2 separate regions of the Mus musculus genome follow, and region 2 is linked to region 1. Evidence: chromatin contacts called from public Micro-C data. All regions are on one chromosome and are shown on one strand. Each heading gives the region's core, a stretch centred on a gene start, on an enhancer-like site or on the middle of the called end of the contact. The rest is flanking DNA. Distances are from core to core; before and after follow the strand shown.

The links. Hi-C and Micro-C count contacts between places; a contact is called where the count stands out from the background.
Region 2: a contact with region 1 is called in a Micro-C map of stem cell-derived motor neurons, with 6 times the contacts expected there. The contact joins two enhancer-like sites. A contact is called at or near these places in 5 of 39 promoter capture datasets (the 3T3-L1 cell line, 3T3-L1-derived adipocytes, hippocampal neurons and 1 more), 3 of 15 datasets of contacts at CTCF or cohesin (the NIH/3T3 cell line, large pre-B cells and pro-B cells), 52 of 484 Hi-C or Micro-C datasets (the 3T3-L1 cell line, 3T3-L1-derived adipocytes, the AML12 cell line and 32 more), 9 of 115 datasets of contacts at active chromatin or transcription factors (the NIH/3T3 cell line, acute myeloid leukemia, differentiating embryonic stem cells and 3 more) and 3 of 9 other capture datasets (embryonic stem cells, embryonic tail and embryonic trunk).

Annotation. Positions count from the first base shown.
Region 1 is chr12:108,904,252-108,910,578 of GRCm38.p6, forward strand. All of the region lies in intron 2 of Wdr25 (WD repeat domain 25), which reads left to right. Among named protein-coding and RNA genes, the nearest start is that of Wdr25, 13 kb to the left of the region's middle. Within about 2 kb of position 2,715, at least 14 of the 459 cell types and tissues checked have an H3K27ac peak or open chromatin away from gene starts, as enhancers often do. A contact at or near this core is called in ganglionic eminence and stem cell-derived motor neurons, where this site is marked.
Region 2 is chr12:109,945,953-109,952,279 of GRCm38.p6, forward strand. It overlaps Gm34554 (a long non-coding RNA gene), which reads left to right. Exons shown (of 3, transcript XR_381936.1): 3 at 1,411-1,526. Among named protein-coding and RNA genes, the nearest start is that of Gm34554, 27 kb to the left of the region's middle. RefSeq lists an enhancer at 552-4,342. Within about 2 kb of position 2,564, at least 54 of the 459 cell types and tissues checked have an H3K27ac peak or open chromatin away from gene starts, as enhancers often do. A contact at or near this core is called in ganglionic eminence and stem cell-derived motor neurons, where this site is marked.

The sequences.
Region 1 (6,327 bases), core at 1,465-3,964:
TTTCAGCTAGGCACATTACGGTGGAAAGATATGTATTTTAATATGCTCTAAATGTTCTGTGAGCTGTAAAATGTGCTTATATTAGTTTTGAAAAATTTACAGCCAAAGCAATTAAGTAAAATAAAACAATGAGTCACAGGCCCTGAAGCGCTGCTCCGCTGTCGCAGGCGGTGACCCTCCTGCCCTCCTCCGTGAGCTCGAGGCTTTCCTGGCTGTAGTCCCAGCACAGACACCTTTATGCTCTCTTTTCATTTCTCCGTGAACTCCCTGGGCTCTGCATGTTTGAACACCCACTGCACGTAAAGGTGGAATTCAGCCTTTGATGCCTTTTCTGAGGGAAAAAGGCAAACAGACAGCCTTGTCTGGCTGCCCATGCAGAGGCTGGACCAGGCCCCCCAGGGGACTCCCTGCTGCACCAGCGTGCTTCCTGCTGTGGGGACGAGTTCTTACTTAGGCAGGTCTGTACATAAAGCTTGTGAGCTGCGTGTTGTTAATTTGCTTTATTCTAGATTTTTCTTCAATAACAAATAGCAAGCTTCTGTAACATATTTTTAAAAAGCCAAACTGACGCTTACTGGGGAAACTTGACTGACTCAGATAAATGAGATGCGAAGGAGACATCAGTGCTTGTACTGTCCTGGTCATGGCGCATCTCTAGGCCGCCCCGGTCTGGCTGCTGCATCCCGCATGTTGACACTGGCCAGCTGGTCATTGCTATCTTGCCCTCCACCAGATTGTCTTTTGTATTGTTTGTGGGGCTGGGTGTATAGCTCAGAGGTGGAATGTCTGCCCTGCAGGCAGAGGACCTGGGGTTCCATCCCCGCTCCCCCAAACAAAGTCCCCAGTGAAAAACTGTCCACAAACAGCTTTCTGACTGTCCCTTTCCTCACACTTTCCCTCGTCTCTCCTGTGCTGTTTCCTGTAGCTTCTGGAGTCCATTTTAAAGCAAGTAGTCCTGCCGTGATCACACTGTGCATAAATGCCATCTTTTCTGCTGCTTAATGTAGTGAAGATGGGCTTTGCACTGTCGGCCGGCAGAAGGCCTGTGTGTGGGAAATGGAACCTTACACTGGCCGGCCTTTGGTGCGTGACTCTACTGCTGCTCAGTGCTGCCGGGACTTTGCATACGATTACTTGGTCTCTCTGATCCCCAGGTATCACGGTAAAGGAGAGAGAATGGCCATCAATGAGGACTGTTGCCACAGATATGGGAAGAAATGATCTAGTCCAGTCCCTGGCATAAGCGAGAATTTCCCCCCTTGTACCCATATTGATTGGTTAAAACATAAATGTGCAAAAAACACCTCAGTTAGAGTCTTCTGACTTAATGTAGTTCTGCTTTTGTGAATCTCTTCATAGTCTGTTTTTGTACATATGGATTTTTAAAGAGTTTCATCCTCAGTGTTCCTGAGATAAATCCCTTTAAAATGCATGGAGTTTCTGAGATCAATGCTACTGAGCTGCCTTTGTCGTCCTTTGGAGTGCTTTGTGCATCCGCCAGGTCCTGCTGAGGACGGCCCAGTTGCCAGGCGCTCACACTGGCCACTGGATGGTGGACGGTTGCTTGAGTCCAAAGTCAAGCCTCAGCAGCGCTGGGGAAGCAACCTCTTAGGGGACCCAGGAGGGAGCTATGCTGCCTCCCTCAGGCAAGCTGCCTTCGGAGGTAGCTGAAGGCTCTGCGATGGAGGCAGGTGACCCCAGCTGGTGCTTTCTTGTGCTGATCACCGGCCCTGTGGTGACCAGGAGCACATGAGGGAGCAGGGCGTCAGCAGCTGCACCGGGTCCACCACATGCTGCTAGGCACAGCTTTTAACACACTTTACCACAGAGCTGAAACTTGTTCCCAGTTACACAGCAGGCAACATGGGGCGGGCAATAGGCTACAGAGACTGAGCCAAACAGGCAAGCTGTTCCTCCTCCACCTCTGGAAATGCCCAGTTGAAAAGCAGCGCTTTCTCCCAGATGGGCCCAGGCTCTCTTCAGCCTCACTACTTGGGCTTTGTTAAGGGCAGGGGGAGCAGAGATGATTTCCACGGTGGCTTGGATTTGCATTTTTATATATTACAGGATCTCGCTGATTTATCATTGTTAGTGGATCTGATTATATTAGGGTATCTTGGATGTGCTTTGTAAAAAGTGATATATTTCACATTCAAAGACAAGGAATTTATGGATCCAAGTGCCAGAGCGAGGGTTTAGTTCAGTTTTGAAAGAATTACTCTTGATGGATTTTTACGAAATGAGGTTGAGAAGTGATTTGGTGCGTGGAGGAAGGAGCTCGGGAGCATTATGCAGATGATTGGCAATTTATTCCGAGCACGAGGCAGATCTGTTGGAAATGAGAGGCGCAGCTGGGTAGGAGGGGCGGGTTGTGGTGGTGGGTGTCTGGTATTTGGGGAGTGAATGATTAACAGTGAGTGCATGGAGGGTAATTAGGTGAAGGCGAGGGGAGAATTTGGTGTGTGTGTTAACATGCACACACGCCGGCACATGGAGAGATCATCTGGTCCTTCTTCAGGTGGCGGAGACCAAGGGAGAGCAGGAGGTGCCCTGGGGCACGCAGTTCTGGAGTCTGCTTGCCCCTCTCTTCCCTCTCACCTTCCTGGGAAGGTTGAGAGTCCCCGTGTTGTCCTGCGGTGGCTTAGGTGTCAGTAGCCAGGCTGCAGAGCCTCTGGGAAGAGTTGGCAGCTTCTGGGCTGGAACTTCCTTTTTCGTGGGAGGTGAAGTGTCTCTGACGCCCTCTTCCCTCTAGTGAAAGCCGAGATGAGTTCAGGGCCAATACTGGAGATGCTTCTGGTTCCCTTTACTTCACGAGCTTGAGGCTCTCAGAACCAACATGAGCTGACTGAAAGCAGTGCAGTGGCTAGCCCTGTGTGCTTTCTGCTTTCTGGGAGCCTTTGTGGTTGAACTTGACCAGTTTTGTGCACCCAGGGCAGCTCATGTGCAAGCGGTGCCAGGCATGAAGGTGCTGGCCCTCTCCTCGGGGAGCGCGTCTCAGCCAATCTCATCCCGTGTCATTAAGGGGAGAATAGAGCAATTTGGAAAAATGCTTTTAATGTAATTGAAAAATGCAGATTGCAAAATTGGCACACTTAGGAGTTGAGACAGTCTAGTGAATTATTTCTTGTTGCTTTTAAAACTTGGACACAGAAGACTCTTAAAGGAGCCTGTCTAGTGCCTGGTGATAGCGAGGCCCTTGGCGTCTTAGAAAAGGGGGTAGTTCTATATTTCATTTTGCTTCATTGTAAAAGTGGTCAGATTTTGAGAAGAAAATTGGAGAAATGAAAAGCCTTGGCACTTCCACTTGTGTGACAGCCGGAATGCATCCCGACCCTTGCTCTCTTCTGGGCTCTCTCTTTCTTTGAGTGGACCATCAGGCTCTAGTCACACCATTGGAACTTCTGTAACCCACACTACAAAACTGAGATTACACAGTCTTCCAGAGCTAGGTGTGCTGGTATTTGCCTATAATTCCAGCATTTGGGTGCCTGGGGCAGGAAAGAAGTTTGAGGCTAGTCCAGGGTACAAAATCAAGACTCTGTTTCAGACGAAGCATGTATACCACACACACACACACACACACACACACACACACACACACTCCATAGTAGTGGTTCCCCTCAGTCTTACTGTAATTTCCCAGGAAGAGGAGAGGAGAGGAGAGGAGAGGAGAGGAGAGGAGAGGAGAGGAGAGGAGAGGAGAGAGGGGGTTGCATCTCTCTTGACTCTGTCTTCAGCTGTTGCTGTTTGTTCGTTCTTGAGGCAGTGCCTTACTCTAGCCTAGACTGGTCTGGAATTCATTCAATGGCCCAGCTTGGCTTGAGCTTACAGCACCCTTCTTGTCACAGCTCCTGTGTGCTGGGATTATAGACAAGTGCCACCATGCATAGCTGCCATATCCTTTTGCCCTGACAACCAGCAGGCCCAGGTGTCTAGTGTGGCCTTCCGATGTGGGCTAAGAACCTCAGGTGTGGTAGCAGGGTAGGAACACCCTGCTGTTAGCCAGGATCCTCACCCTCCTTCCATCAAGCTTCCTGAAGTGTGAGGTGGAGGGACTTGTCTACAGTGAGCTTGCCTGAGGGTTGTGAGGTGGCAGGCGGAGTCCCTGACGTGTGTGTGTGTGTGTGTGTGTGTGTGTGTGTTCCTTTCAGCCTGTCCTGGGTGGGTGGGTCTCCACTCTCTGCAGCCTCATGTCATCTGTGATGCTGAGGAAGGATCTTGGGTTGTTGTGCCTGCTCCTGACTCTCCCTCTTGCCCTGTAGTTCTGCTTCTTCACTCCTGTCAGTAGCACATCTCTTCTGGGTACCCGGATGCACAACATTCATTCCTGTTGCTCCACAGCGTTAGCTTGTGGCTCACACCAATGTCTGTGTGCACAGTGACTATGTCTCCCTGTCCTCCACAGGGGCAGAATTATTACTCCCCCCCCCCAACATCTGCTAATTTAATGGCATCTTGTTTGAGGGCCAGATGAGTTCATTTATGGACAGTGCGGTTAGACTCAGGCCTGGCACCTTGTGAATGCTAAGTAAGTGGTTTGTCATTGGGGTTCCTGTCCATTAATCTCCCATGGTCTTAGTGTTCCCCATCTCCAGGCAATTTACATGCTAACAGTATTGACCCTCATCATAGCCCGCCTCCTCTCCTTCCCCCAGGTGGTGTTTGAGTTCTGGTATTTCATTATCATTTTTTTTTTTAAAGCAGAGAAAACCTAGCATATTTTGTAGTCAAGTCTGTGGTCGGGCTTCTCCCTTTGTAAGTGTCCAGCTGCTGTAGGCAGTGGCATGTCTACTCATACCCTGCTAGCTGATATATAGTCACCTATATTTGACCTTCATCTAGCAGTGATTAGCTTGAGCCAGTTTCAGTTCTCGTCACTGGGTCCCAGGCAGGCCGCATGGCACTGTGATGAATGTGTGCTAGGTGCCAGGGATCGATCAGCATATTAAGGAGCGGTGCTGCCGCCCCCACCCAGCCCTGCTTCCTGATGCTTCCCCACACCAGCACTGGCTACTAATGATTTAAAGTGACCTTCCCACCCAGCTTCATTCTTCAGGGCGCAGGTACATCAGGGCTTTCCAAATCCTGCCTCAAAGAAAGAAATGTGCTCTGACCCTAAAAGAAATGCACACTGCTGTAGAGGAACCAGAAGGGTGAGAGGAGTGAAAAGGCCACTTTCCACTGCAGGCCACAGCTGTCGGCATGTGGGTGGGTCTCTAGGAAATAATCCAGTGAGGCTGCACTTCAGCTGTGCACCCACCCAGCACCTATAGCTGCAGCCTGGGATGCTGTAACCTACTGCAATGATCTGAACCCTATAGCTGCAGCCTGGGATGCTGTAACCTACTGCAATGATCTGAACCCTATAGCTGCAGCCTGGGATGCTGTAATCTACTGCAATGATCTGAACCCTATAGCTGCAGCCTGGGATGCTGTAACCTACTGCAATGATCTGAACCCTATAGCTGCAGCCTGGGATGCTGTAATCTACTGCAATGATCTGAACCCTATAGCTGCAGCCTGGGATGCTGTAATCTACTGCAATGATCTGAACACCCCAGGGGTCCTTGCGACCCTTCCACCGGGTCAAAACTATTTTCATAATCACACCTAGAAGTTATTTGCCTTTTCTACTTTCATTCTCTCAGGAGTGTAAATGGACTTTCCCAGGGGCTACATGACAGGCACCATTGCCATAGATTAAATACTGCAGCAGATATGAAAGCCCAGCTGTCTTGTATTAAGTCAGGCAGCAGTGTAACCCACAAAAATGTAAACAATGCCTTCCCGCTAATTTCTTTCTGCTATGAAGACTCTAGCTATTTTTATAAGAAACATGTTATTTATATTAATGCGTGGTGGGTTTATTTTTGCTAATTCTACACAAGTTCATAAATATTTTCAAATGTCTTTGGTTTTCATTGCCGATGTGCTGTCGCTGTCATGCACACAGTCAGCTGCTCTTCGGGCCCTTACGCATTCTAGGCTGCGTGGGAGAGACCAAAAGGCTTAACGAATGTGGTCTTAAGTAACTTGCAATCTCAGGAATGGCTTCCCATCCCAGCTCTGGGGCAAGTGACTAGGTTCTGCTGTAGCTGTGTCCCTTCTTTCTGCTTGGATTAAATCCTAAAATAAGTAGACAAAACATGATGAGGGGTTCCAAGCCACCATCTGCTCCCAGGTGCTGAACAGCAGGTCCTCCATGCCCAGTGAATGCTTAAGCCCTGGTCACCCTGGCGCTGTCCTCCTGTCCCTTTCTGGTCCACACGGGCTTTTCTTAGAGAGCACACACGGTTCCAGCAGCCTGTGCTTGCCACTTAACATTCT
Region 2 (6,327 bases), core at 1,314-3,813, 1.0 Mb after region 1:
AAAAAGAAACTTTCAGATGTCCGTAAGTCTTGTATAATCTGTCTGGAGGTAGTGGCGGCCACAAGAAAAAGATGTCCTGCTGCATTTTTATACAAGAGTGAGGGTGTCTCACCTGGTATGTGAGACATCTCTCTTTCCTTGTCCCCCTACTATTTACAGCCTCCAACTCTGTGCTATTAGAAGTGTCTCAAAGAGACCAGACCTGGAAAGAGTCTTCAAGACATTTCATGTGATGCCCGAGTCCTGGGGGAAAACAGAAAGGAAAGAATGGCTTGGGAAGGCTTGTTCTCACAGCCTGCAGCCCAGTGCAGCCTAGCCCAGTGGTAATTAATTGGTATACATGCTCTCTGAGTTGACAAGTGTTTATTCTACAAAATCTGGATCTTGGATCCAACAAGAAAGTGCATTTTTCCTGGTGAGAGTCTGGTCTGATGAGGCCTCTTGTGACAGGGCGGCTTGCTGGACAGCACATCCTGGTTGCAGCACGATTTCCTAAAAGCTCAGAGTTTCCACAATGGGTCTTGGGGAGTCCCCACCCACATCCAGACCCAGTGCAGCTGGCCTATCCTAGGCAAGGTGCTTCTGTCCTCCAGGGGCCACCACAAGTCCACTGCTGTCAGTGATGAGAGGCCCTGGTCATAGCATTGCTCTTGTGACTGTGGGATCTCTATCCTCCTAGGCTACATGGCAGTTGTCAGCTCCTCCTTGTCTCAGAGACACTCCATCCCATTCCCAACACTCCTTGTTTCACAGGAGGATAGCCCAGTGCCTCAAGGACAGTGTCACCCAAGTAGCCTCTATGCAATGACAGGGTCCAAAAGTACAGCCCTCATATTGGGATTAGTGCCCTACGGAAAGGGCTGGAGACTCTTACCTCTTTCCCTCCAGTGAGGACTCAGAGAGACAGAGCTACATCTCAAAGAAGGCCCCAACCAGGACCCTACTTTCCAGCTCAACCTTCAACTTCCAGTTGCCAGAACTGGAGGTAGCAAATGTCTGGTGCTTATGGGGCCTCCTGGCTGTGGATATTGGCTATGGCCACTGATATTGATCTTTGGTCTCCCTCAGCCCTGCCCAGCCTTCTTCAGCCTTCCTCAGCCCCACTCATTTCCCTTTAGCTCTGCCCTCATCCTTCAGTACTCCCTCTCCTCAGCCCCACCCACTTTCCCTTAGTCCTGCCCCTCATCCCTCAGTGCCCTCTCTGCTCAGCCCCACCCACTCTCTTCTGGCACTACCTTGCAGCGGCCATTGCCTTAGAACCTCCACCTCCAGCTAGTGTGTCTTCCTGGGAAGCACTCTTGAGTCCTGTAAAAGGTAGGCTAGGAGACCTAACATCCACTGAACCCCCTGGGGCACAGACACCTACAGAGAACTCTTACAGGTTCTGCCCACTGTCTGTTCTTGTTTCAGAGATTCACCACATGGGCCAGGAATCGAAGAGCTCCAGGTCTATCTCAGCCACCAGAAATCAGGATATCCCTGAAGCAAGCATACTTTATTAAAAAGATATATTTATTTTTATTTTATGCACGTTCATGTTACACTTGTATGTGTATTGCATGTGAGCCTGATGCCCGACAAGGCCAGAAGAAGTCGTCAGAGCTCCTGGAATTGGAGTTACAGGTGGTGGTGAGCCACCATGTGCGTGACAGGAATAAAGCACTGGGCTTCGGGAAGGGCAGCCAGTGCTCTTAACCCCTGAGCCATCTCTCAGCCCCCAAACCTGGTTTTCATTTGGGCATTTTGACCCCAGCTCACTAATGTCTGCCAAATCTTGCAGCTTTTCAGTTGCACAAGAACAACGTCTTATAAAACCTTTGTACAGCTTTTCTAAAACTTTAAAAGAAAAAAACAGAACAAAAAACTCTGGCCTCCTCGTTCCCTTCAGGCACAAATCCTAAAGGATGCAAAAAAGCAAGCCAAAAACAAACAAACAAACAACCAAACAACAAGAGAACCCCATAACAACAGCAACAGACTTCTTGGTTGAAAGTCAGGCCTTGGGTGGGGGGTGATCAATTTCAGGTGAGGCCAGGACTGCCCCAGAACCAGCTACAGGGATCTGGGCGTCAGAGGGGAAGCAGCTGAGACACATGGGAAAACCTACGCTATGGGATGCTGGAGATTGCACGCAGCCTAAGTGACCAAGACAAGACCCCAGAAAGTCCCCTCCTGCTCATTTGTCTGTCAGCAAGTCTTGATTGTGAATCACAAATTTTGTCCATCCTTCACTCTGGGATGGAAGGACTTGGTGATTTTTAGCCAGGCAGGCGGTGGACAGTTCCTTTCCTTAGCCCTCTGCACATTGGGTGGCTTTCCATCTGCCCCCTGTCACCCCACACCTCAGGATCTTTATTTGTAGACTTGTTCACAGAGCAGTTGTGCTGAGTTAAAATTCAGTTTTCAGAAAGGCTGCCTAGACGCCCGATGGGAGTGTCATTTATTAACATGTGAATGGCCCCTGTCGCTGGGAAATAAAAAGAAATTTGACCTTGCCAGTACAGCCTGGCCCCTTCTCCCCACCCCAAGGAAAGCCTTCCTTAACCGTCTGGGCCTAGCGCTTTTTATGATGCAGATTTGGAAGGGAGGACACAAAGAGAGGGTCGGCCGGGACAGAGGACACAAAGAGAGGTGGCCGGTTTGCAGGAGGAGGGGGGTAGCGAGGGTGGGAGGCGAGGGAGAAGTGGAGTGGGGTGGGGGACTGACAACACCTCTCTTGTGGCTGGGGCTCTGCTTTGGTGTGGAGAAAGAAATATGGAGGAAGGGCGGCAGGAACTGGGAACAAAGTCTGGGGTGTGCATCCACCTCTGTCACAAAGAATCCTGAGTGAGAGAGGGGTGGGGTTGGGGAGGCGGGGATCGAGGAGGGCTTCGTGCCTGTGCCGGGAGTTCACTGCAGGCTCTAAGCAGGAGGCCAGGTGTGTGTGTGAGCCTTGTTGGGCTCAGTCTGCCATTTCTCGGCCTGCCAGCAGGGCGGGTTCCAGCTCTTTCCTTGGTTCCTGGTTGCTCTGCCAGTCGGTTCAGGCCCGTGGGGTTCCCTGCCCCACACTCACTCTAAAACCTCCTCCCGGAGATCGCCCATGGTTCCTCGGGCACCGAGGCTGCTTGTGCGCACAGAATGATGGCTGGGGCAGGGACTATATTTGCTCCTTGGGAAGAAAAGCTAGACCTGCTGTGGGAAGGTTCCACACATAGTAAGCCAAGCATGGGGCTGAGTGCAGAGAAGGCCAAGGCCCCTTCCCAGGAGAAGCTGTCCAAGCGAAGACCTGCCAGCCGAGTCCACGGGGCAAGAATATATTGTCCACTGGCAAAGGAATACGTGGGAAGGGAGATGGTGCAAACATTTTCAGCATGTGCAAAGGCCCCGGGGCAAGAAAATGTGTATCCTGTAGCTAAAGACTCCAGTATGGCTGAGCTGTTGTGTATGGAGCCCCATGTAGAGGGAACGCTGGTTTTCTACTGTAGGATCTTGTTTGATGCTTGGCTTTTGACAGCTACTACAGGGAGCACTGAAGCCCAGAGGGCCTCTCGTTTCTTCCTCTGTCAAGGTGCGTGCGTTCGTGCGTGTACTCTGGGACACTGAGGCAGGATCCCTTCTTTGTCACAAGACCCCCTTTGCCCTTCACCCCCGACTTTGCCCCAGCGCTTGACCATGAAGCCGGGTGGCACAGCCGGCTGCCTGTGCCTGCTTGAGGACCTGTGGTTGCAGAAACAGCTGGAGGGAAATCAATTTGTTCTTTGCTACAGTCAGACATGAACCAATTAGAGCTGCCCCATGGGGCCTCTGTGCTCAGGGAGAGAGAACAAGCCCGGGCCTGTTAATCCCTGCTCCCACCTTCTACCAGCCAGCAAAGTGAAGGGTGCAGCTGGAGGAGGGCCAAGCCTGCTCCCTCCTCACCGCTCCCCTGGATCTGTGGTTGACCTTTGACCTTCCACTCCATGCCCAGCGTCTGGGTGATTTCAGAGGTGCCTTGGGGCTATGCAGAAGTGGTGGCCCGAAGAGCACCCACCTCAAACCCCCAACACCAGGACTGGCCTCCGTTCTCAGAGCATCCATCCAACCCACCAACTCCACCCATACTGGACAGAAGAGGTGCAGTGCACAATGTAACGGATTTCGTGTCTCTCTTTGTGCCACAGAGAGGCCCAGGGAGGGGCACACGCATCAAGCATGTTGAGGAGGCTCAGCCAGGAGCGTTCAGGGTTAAAAAAGACCTCCTCAGCAGGATGCATTTGGGGTTGGGGGCAGGAGCTGAGATGTCCCTCTTCGAGGCTCCCTCATGCCAGCCCTATCAATGTCTGTGAGAACTGGAGTGTGCCAGCTTCCTGCCTCCTTGTTGTCCAATGTCCAATGGGAACTTGTGAGAGTCCGCTGTCAAGACAGTTCTTCCTCTGGCCACTCACCATGGTTTTCTGCCCCTGCTAACCTCATCCCTACAAGCTGTATCTATGTCCCTAGCCAGCGCTAGCCCACCCTATGGCTCCAGGCTGTCGGAAGTCTCTGGATATGAGCCTCCCCTGTGAGGCCCCCTTGGGGGCTCTGAGCTTGTTTTCCAGGAAACAGCACGCGCAGGCCAGAGCAGTTCCTGCTGCTTCCTGGAACTGGCCTTCTAAGAACTGGATGGGGGGGGGGGACTTGGGGTGGGCAGCTACAGAGGGGCTCTCTGCTTCCTCCAGGTAGTGTGCAGGTATGTGTAGAGAGTGGCCTCTGCTGTCAGGCAGCAGGGGATACCCTCCCAGCTCTGCCACAGGCCCTTCTCAGCACACCCCTAGCCTGAGTTTTTGGGGTTGGGGGTGTGACCATGGGGTAGGGCATCTGTTACTGAGCTCAGCTGTCTCCTGTTGGAGCCACTTCATAAGCGCCTCCTGCTGGTCAAGTAAGCCCTTGGGCAGATCCCGGTACTGGGTTTCATCTCGGTTTAGAGGGAAGATGTCATGTACGTCATAAGTCACCTGTGTGTGAGGTACCAGGTGTGCTAGCTAACTGACACCCTGGTGTCAAAGGGGATTGTGAGCTCCGTGCAAAAGGTCGCCTGGTGCCTGCAGGAGAGAGCTGATGTGATGATGGCTTTGTGAGGGCAGGAAGGCACACAGCTGGGACAACAGAAGAAAGCCTGGGGCCTCTGGAGACCTGAGGCTGGAGGTCATCAGGGGTCCTGGAAGAGTCACTGTGGAGGTCAAAGTGGGAATCCGAGAGGCTGTGAAGGAAGATATCAGTGCACAGTGGGGATGCTCAAGCTTGGGCATTGTGCCTGAAGAAGGTTATAGGGGAAGGCCAAGCCTAGCCTGACCCAGAGAGGTGGTTGCAGGCAGACTGCAGCTCGAGCAGGGACAGGGCGTGGGATCTGAGGACCAGGGCTTTGGGGTGCACACAGCTGCTGCATGCCCTGCTGAGCAGCGGGGTCTTAGGCTGGATTCCAACTCCTCCCTGCTCTGGGGAGCAGCTGCAAACCTCAAAGTCCACAGCAAGGGTGGGGAGATGGCCTTGGCCCAGAACCTGTGCTCAGAACTCACAGCTTGGAGCACAGGGAAGGGGACCTGTCAGCGTGAGGCCTGACTTTCTAGTAATCTCTGTCAAAAGAGAAACGACAATAGAGTGAGGCCGTTCTAGGCGAAGCGCACAAAGACACCCAGGGACACACGTACTAGGGAGCACCACTGGGAGACGCAAGTGCACACATTACAGAGGTTGTGGGCGTGTAGGCACTTGGGCTGATCCTGGTACAAGATGCAACACACGTTCACCAGCATACATGTGCATGCGGAGATATGACAAGTCAATCACACTCAGACACATGACCCTAGCTGCTAGGAGACTATCCCTGGCCCTGACATCCCAGGGCCTAGGTGTGGAAGACAGGAGGACTCCTCACCCTCCACAGCCGCCTCCCGCTATAGGAGAAGCAAGAAGAAATAAGGACAGTCGCAGGCACTGAGAGAGACTTGCTTCCAAAAGAGGCTGTGAAATGGGTCTGAGGAGTGAGCACCCTCTGCGGTGCAGCCTGCCACAGCGCCAACTCTGTGGAAGAGGAGGAGTAGGAGTTGGAGAGCGGAATGAGCGTCAGCTGGGACCCACTTGCCTGCCTGCCTGCCTGCCTAGCTGGACCCAGATAAGGATGAGGCCTGTGGGGAACCTCACAGGCAAGAGGGCCTCTCCAGAGCACAGCCAATGTGCGAAGTTTGAGGGCCCTGAGTATCTCTTCAGGGTTGGCTCTGAGAAAGGTGATAACGATGTCGAGTTCAGGAAGGCGTTCTCCAGAGGCCACAGTGTGGGGAGACCAGAGCCTTGGACAGCCTCCATGAGCCTGTGGGTGGTAAGCATCTGTAT